Regions from separate parts of the Danio rerio genome. Here region 1 is linked to region 2. Evidence: chromatin contacts called from public Hi-C data. All regions are on one chromosome and are shown on one strand. The core of a region is the stretch at or near the end of the contact, and the rest is flanking DNA. Distances in the headings are between cores, read along the strand shown.

The links. A called contact is a pair of places that touch in the nucleus more often than the background predicts.
Region 1: a contact with region 2 is called in a Hi-C map of an unstated tissue, with 2.5 times the contacts expected there. The contact joins two enhancer-like sites. A contact is called at or near these places in 3 of 18 Hi-C or Micro-C datasets (caudal fin, skeletal muscle and an unstated tissue) and 2 of 4 datasets of contacts at active chromatin or transcription factors (embryo and gastrula embryo).

Annotation. Positions count from the first base shown.
Region 1 is chr1:50,517,660-50,520,557 of GRCz12tu, forward strand. No RefSeq gene overlaps it. Among named protein-coding and RNA genes, the nearest start is that of morc3b, 33 kb to the left of the region's middle. Within about 2 kb of position 1,487, at least 11 of the 62 cell types and tissues checked have an H3K27ac peak or open chromatin away from gene starts, as enhancers often do.
Region 2 is chr1:50,628,970-50,631,857 of GRCz12tu, forward strand. It overlaps a transcript of bcl9 not described here. Among named protein-coding and RNA genes, the nearest start is that of bcl9, 69 kb to the right of the region's middle. Within about 2 kb of position 1,267, at least 12 of the 62 cell types and tissues checked have an H3K27ac peak or open chromatin away from gene starts, as enhancers often do.

The DNA.
Region 1 (2,898 bases), core at 237-2,736, 110 kb before region 2:
ATAAAAAAAATCATAAGTATAAAACATTTGCCATGTTAACCTAATTAACCTAGTTAAGCCTTTAAATGTCACTTTAAGCTGTATAGAAGTGTCTTGAAAAATATCTAGCCAAATATTATTTAGTCATCATGACTAAGAGTAGGTAGTGCTCGTATATATATATATATATATATATATATATATATATATATATATATATATATATATATATATATATATATATATATATATATATATATATATATATATATATATGTGTGTGTGTATATATAGAGTACATATTTTTATTTCTTATTTATATTTAAAACAGTCAACAACGTACATATAGCACATACATTTTATATCAAGGGTTAAGATGAAAAAACCTCTAAAGGCCATCTAAAATATTCTCCTAAAATGAGCATTTTTCTCAGCCTTCTATATTTATATTCAGTTATTTCACTTTAGAGGCAATGAACAGAACTTATTCGTCACTATAAAAGTAAAATTACACACAGGAGTTGGGGACATATATTTTATATACAGTGCTCAGCATATATAAGTACACCCCTATCACTTAAATTCATATTTTTAATAGGAAAAATAAAACTATTATGTTTAGAAATGTGTTGAAGAAATCTTCAGTCCGTTAAACAGAAATTGGGGAAAAAAATCAGGGGGGCTAATAATTCTGACTTCAACTATATATATATATATATATATATATATATATATATATATATATATATATATATATATATATATATATATATATATATATATATATATATATATATATAATTAATGACTTTTTAATTTATGGCTTCATTAATTTACAGAAACCTTAGACAATTATGACGATGAGGAACTTCAGGTATTATTTGTGAAATTGATGAGCATTAAAGAAAAAACTATAGCGAGTTAGCTACGTTAAAGCAACTTTATTTTTTCATCAGAAAGTACTGAGAGGCTTGTGTCGACATTGGCAAATATTTGATAAAATTTTGACCTCAAAATTTGTTGATGTGTTATTGATCTGCTCAAAAGCATTCCCTCAAATGTCCACAAGGGGACGCTCAGTCTCCAAAACATCCTGCAAACACAATCTCATCCTATATATTTCACACAAAAGCTCAAGAATATGCGCGATCTCTCCGGAAAACACAAGAACGCATCAATTATTTACACTAAGGTCATGTCTGTTGCTATTCCTTTTACCAAAGCAACTAAAAAGCAGCAGGGCATTAGGAATCAGTGTGCAGTTATTAAATAATTAAGGCATTACAGACTGCATCTGTATACTGATGATAGCGATAGACGGCTCTTTTCAGTAAAGCGTTCATTTCAAATCCATCGCGCTTTCCTGTAGATTTAATAAAGTGATTACACGTATGTAGCCTAAATATAATGTTTAAATAATGCATATGTAGCATTTGGGAGAGTCCCGGTCCCCTTAAGCAATGGCAGCGTCACTGGGGATTGAGATCGTGATTGAATTCGGTCTGAAGTCGTAATGAGGACACAAAAGAGACGCATATTTGCCTGCTGTCTCAATGCGGCTCAGTGTTGCTCATCTGCTTGTGTCTCTCTAGAAACACCATTAAGAGTCGAGGGGTTGACTCTAGAGAGAGAGATGAGATAAAGATATGATGAAAAGCCTTTTATTTAATTTAATTTAATTTAATTTAATTTAATTTAATTTAATTTAATTTTATTTAATTTTATTTTATTTTATTTTATTTTATTTTATTTTATTTTGTTTTATTTAATTTAATTTAATTTAATTTAATTTTATTTTATTTTTCATAGTGAGAATAAAGCATGAACATTTTCATCCATTCATTTACCTTTGGCTTAGTCCCTTTATTTATCAGGGGTCGCCACAGCGTAAAGAACTGCCAACTATTCCGGCATATGTTTTACGCAGCGGATGCCCTTCCAGCCACAACCCAGTACTGGTAAACATCCATACACTCTCGCATGCACACACATACACTTGGGCCAATTTAGCTTTTTCAATTCATCTATATCACAAGTCTTTGGACTGTGGGGGAAACCGGATCACCCAGAGGAAACCCACACCAACACCGGGAGAGAACATGCAAACTCCACACCGAAATTTTAATATTAAGTCATGATTGAATTGCCTCTTGTTATAGTTATGAAATAGTTTGACAACAAGCAGGAAATGTTCAAGTGCCAATGACATCAGCACATTGAAATGGTCTATATCTTAAGAACGGTATAGCAGAACATTTTAATGGTTTTTAAACCTTTACTTTTTCAAACCGCGGTAAACCTTGAAATTGATTATCGTCCCATGCCTAATATATATATATATATATATATATATATATATATATATATATATATATATATATATATATATATATATATATATATATATATATATATTTATAAAACAGGTTTATAAAACGGCTGTATTTATTAAAATAACATTATAGTCGCTGTGTAGTGGTGCAGTGGGTAGTGCTGTTGCCTCAAAGCAAGAAGGTTGCTGGTTTAAGTCCCGGCTGGGTCAGGTGGCATTTCGGTGTGAAGTTTGCATGTTCTCCTCATGTTGGCATGAGTTTCCTCTGGGTGTTTTGGTCTCCCCCACTATCCAAACACATAGGTGAATTGGAAAATTCATTCATTCATTTTCTTGTCGGCTTAGTCCCTTTATTGATCCGGGGTCGCCACAGCGGAATGAACTGCCAACTTATCCAGCACGTTTTAACGCAGCGAATGGCCGTCCAGCTACAACCCATCTCTGGGAAACATCCACACACATACACTCATGCACTACGGACACTTTAGCCTACCCAATTCACCTGTACCGCATGTCGTTGGACTGTGGGGTAAACCAGAGCACCCGGAGGAAACCCACGTGAAGGCAGGGAGAACATGCAAACTCCA
Region 2 (2,888 bases), core at 17-2,516:
GATTAAGGCAAATCATTAGATCACTGATGTCCATGTAAACATAGTCACAAACCCCAACCCTAGAAAAAAGGAGTTCACTGTTTCGCTGACAGCCTTTCCACAGGTTAGCAGTAAACCAATGTAATGTTAATTGTATAATACAAATTGTGCATTCAGGCTAAAAACAAATTATCAAAATAACATTTTAATGCAATTCATATATATAAAATATGAATTGATGTGTAGTTTAAACTTATAAATATATATTTATATTGTTTTATTGTAATCATTAAAATATTTTTTATAATTATTTTAACAGTTTTGTGCCTTAAAAGTATCGGTTCAGGCATCGTTTTGGCACTGGTACCATTTTAAAAGTATCGATTTAGCACTATTATCGAAATAACCCCAAACGATACCCAACCCTAGTTTTAAGCCAGTTTTTCCGTTTCTATGTGGATGTCAATATTCCTTAAAATGCTACAATGTTTAGACATGAAACTCTTTAAATCCACAAAAGAAAAATTTATAAAGATTGACCTGTGAACGAACTTGCCAGATTCAAACCTGAATCACTTGCAAAATGAGGTTTCACAGGAAAAAACGCTTTTCTTACTTAAGTTTTTGTTATTTCTAGTCCAAATATCTAAAACTTCCTAAACCTAGTAACATTTTCAAGAAAGGTCCAAAAAATGTCATCGCTTTTAGAAATATTATGTCAAAATTAAGCAAGTTTTTCTTTAAAAGAAGCTAAATAATCTGCCAAATAGGTAAGCAAATACCATATTGGCAGATTATTTAGCTTTTTTTTAAGGAAAAACTTGTGTAATTTTGACATAATATTTATAAAATCAAATAGACTTTTACTTTTCTAACAAAATGCTTCTTGATTTAAGAATTTGTAGATATTTGGACTAGAAACAAGACAAAAATGTTATGAAAGAATTATTTTTTTCAGTGTGGACATTAAGCTAATCACTACATCCTCGAAAAGTGTTACTTATACCAAGCACATGAGGCATTTTTGCTCTTGATTCTCTGCATAAAACTGTGGGTGTTTACCAGGGAAAGAGAGAAATGTTTCCTATTACAGTGACAGAGTGCGCAACACAGAGACGAATGAGATGAAGGTTGAAGGGAGAAGGAGGGTAGAGTGGCAAGAAGGAAATAAACATTCACGAAACGCAGAGAGAGAGAGAGAAGGACGGGCGAGGATGGATGAAGCAACTAAGCTATGCACGCTGCCAAAATTGTAGAAATAAATTAAAAAGGAGGAGCGTGGGCCTAGCAAAGGAAGTTTGTTTTGCTGTGACGTTTGCGCAGAGTCGAAAGATCTTCTGTCCTGTCGAGACGGATATGACTGCGGCCAAAAAAATCTTTCCTTCAGACTTCAGCCAAAAGTTGAAGAGAGATCACAGCTCTCTCACGCTGGCAGAACTGAATAATAATTAAAAGAAAAGTTTGTGTTTCACACATGATCACTCGAGCATTTCACTTCTTGCCTAATTAGTACACAGTAAAAAAAAAAAAAAAACTAGTTAAGCAAAGGCGTTATTTAATTTTGTAAACAACAATTAGACAGAAATTCATTCTGATAACTCGCTGTTTAATTCCGAGCTTTGATATGCTATTAGCGAATAAATTATGGTGCTTGATTAAATTGTTTGGTATTAAGTGGCACGCTGATGACATGGTAATTGTTCGTTTCAAAACACCTTTATGGGTTTTTATGCAGCTGAAGCAGTTGTAGTTGATATTTGACCCCGGAGGAATGACGCAAAAGCAAAACCAGAGGGAAAATATAGGGTTAAAAGAAATGGTTAAAAGAAACTGATTGAAGAATGACTATAGACTATCAATTTCATGAATCGTTTTATGCTTACAACTGCTTTTGGGGGGGTTATTTTTACATTTTGCTATTGTTTGCTTGAACACATGTAACGTTTTATTATTTTTGATTCACATACACTACCTGACAAAAGTCTTGTCGTCCATCCAAGTTTTAGGAACAACAAATAGTTTGACTTCTAGTTGATCATTTGGTATCAGGAGTGACTTATGTGAAAGGCAAAGACCTTTAAATTACACTTATTTGACCAAAATAAAATATGATCAAGCTTTAATTTTATTTTTTTAATTAGGACAGTAAGGTCTGACTTTGCAAAAGTGTTGTCACTTAACAGAAGTAATATACAGTGTAGAATATGAAGTCACAGTGCAATGGAAAAATAATGAATATTGTGTATGACTCCCATGAGCTTGGAGGACTGCATCCATACATCTCTGCAATGACTCAAATAACTTATTAATAAAGTCATCTGAAATGGCAAAGAAAGCGTTCTTGAAGGACTCCCAGAGTCAATTAAGATTCTTTGGAGTCATCTTTAATGCCTTCTCCTGCATCTTACCCCAGATATGCTCAATAATGTTCATGTCTGGTGATTGGGCTGTCCAGTCCAGGATAAAACAAGATTATGTGACACTGATAAAGCAAGTGAATGCTCCATATTTTATATTACTGCACAGAGAGTTCACATTTTAAACTTCAATTAATCTCACGTATTCATGTAATGCAAAATCACAGGATAATTTACCAAACTTGAAATTTCAAATGCTGCAGCATGCGAAATTCGTTGCACTAGCTTGTGTGTCTAATTTCCTGCATTCACATGCATATGAATGGGGCGAAAAGAGCAGTATGACTACAGCTTTAATCATATGTTGGTGAATTTTGCATAGAGTAAATGACATTTTGACTAGCGTCGTGAGCGAAATACTGAATCTGAAGGTTCTTCGTACAACTGACTGGTTGTACGATGCATACACCTGCGACTTTATTACATCAGTATTATTGCACCACTGCATTTGCTGTAGATCCATGTGTTGTGTATTCTAGCAGAATTAATTGT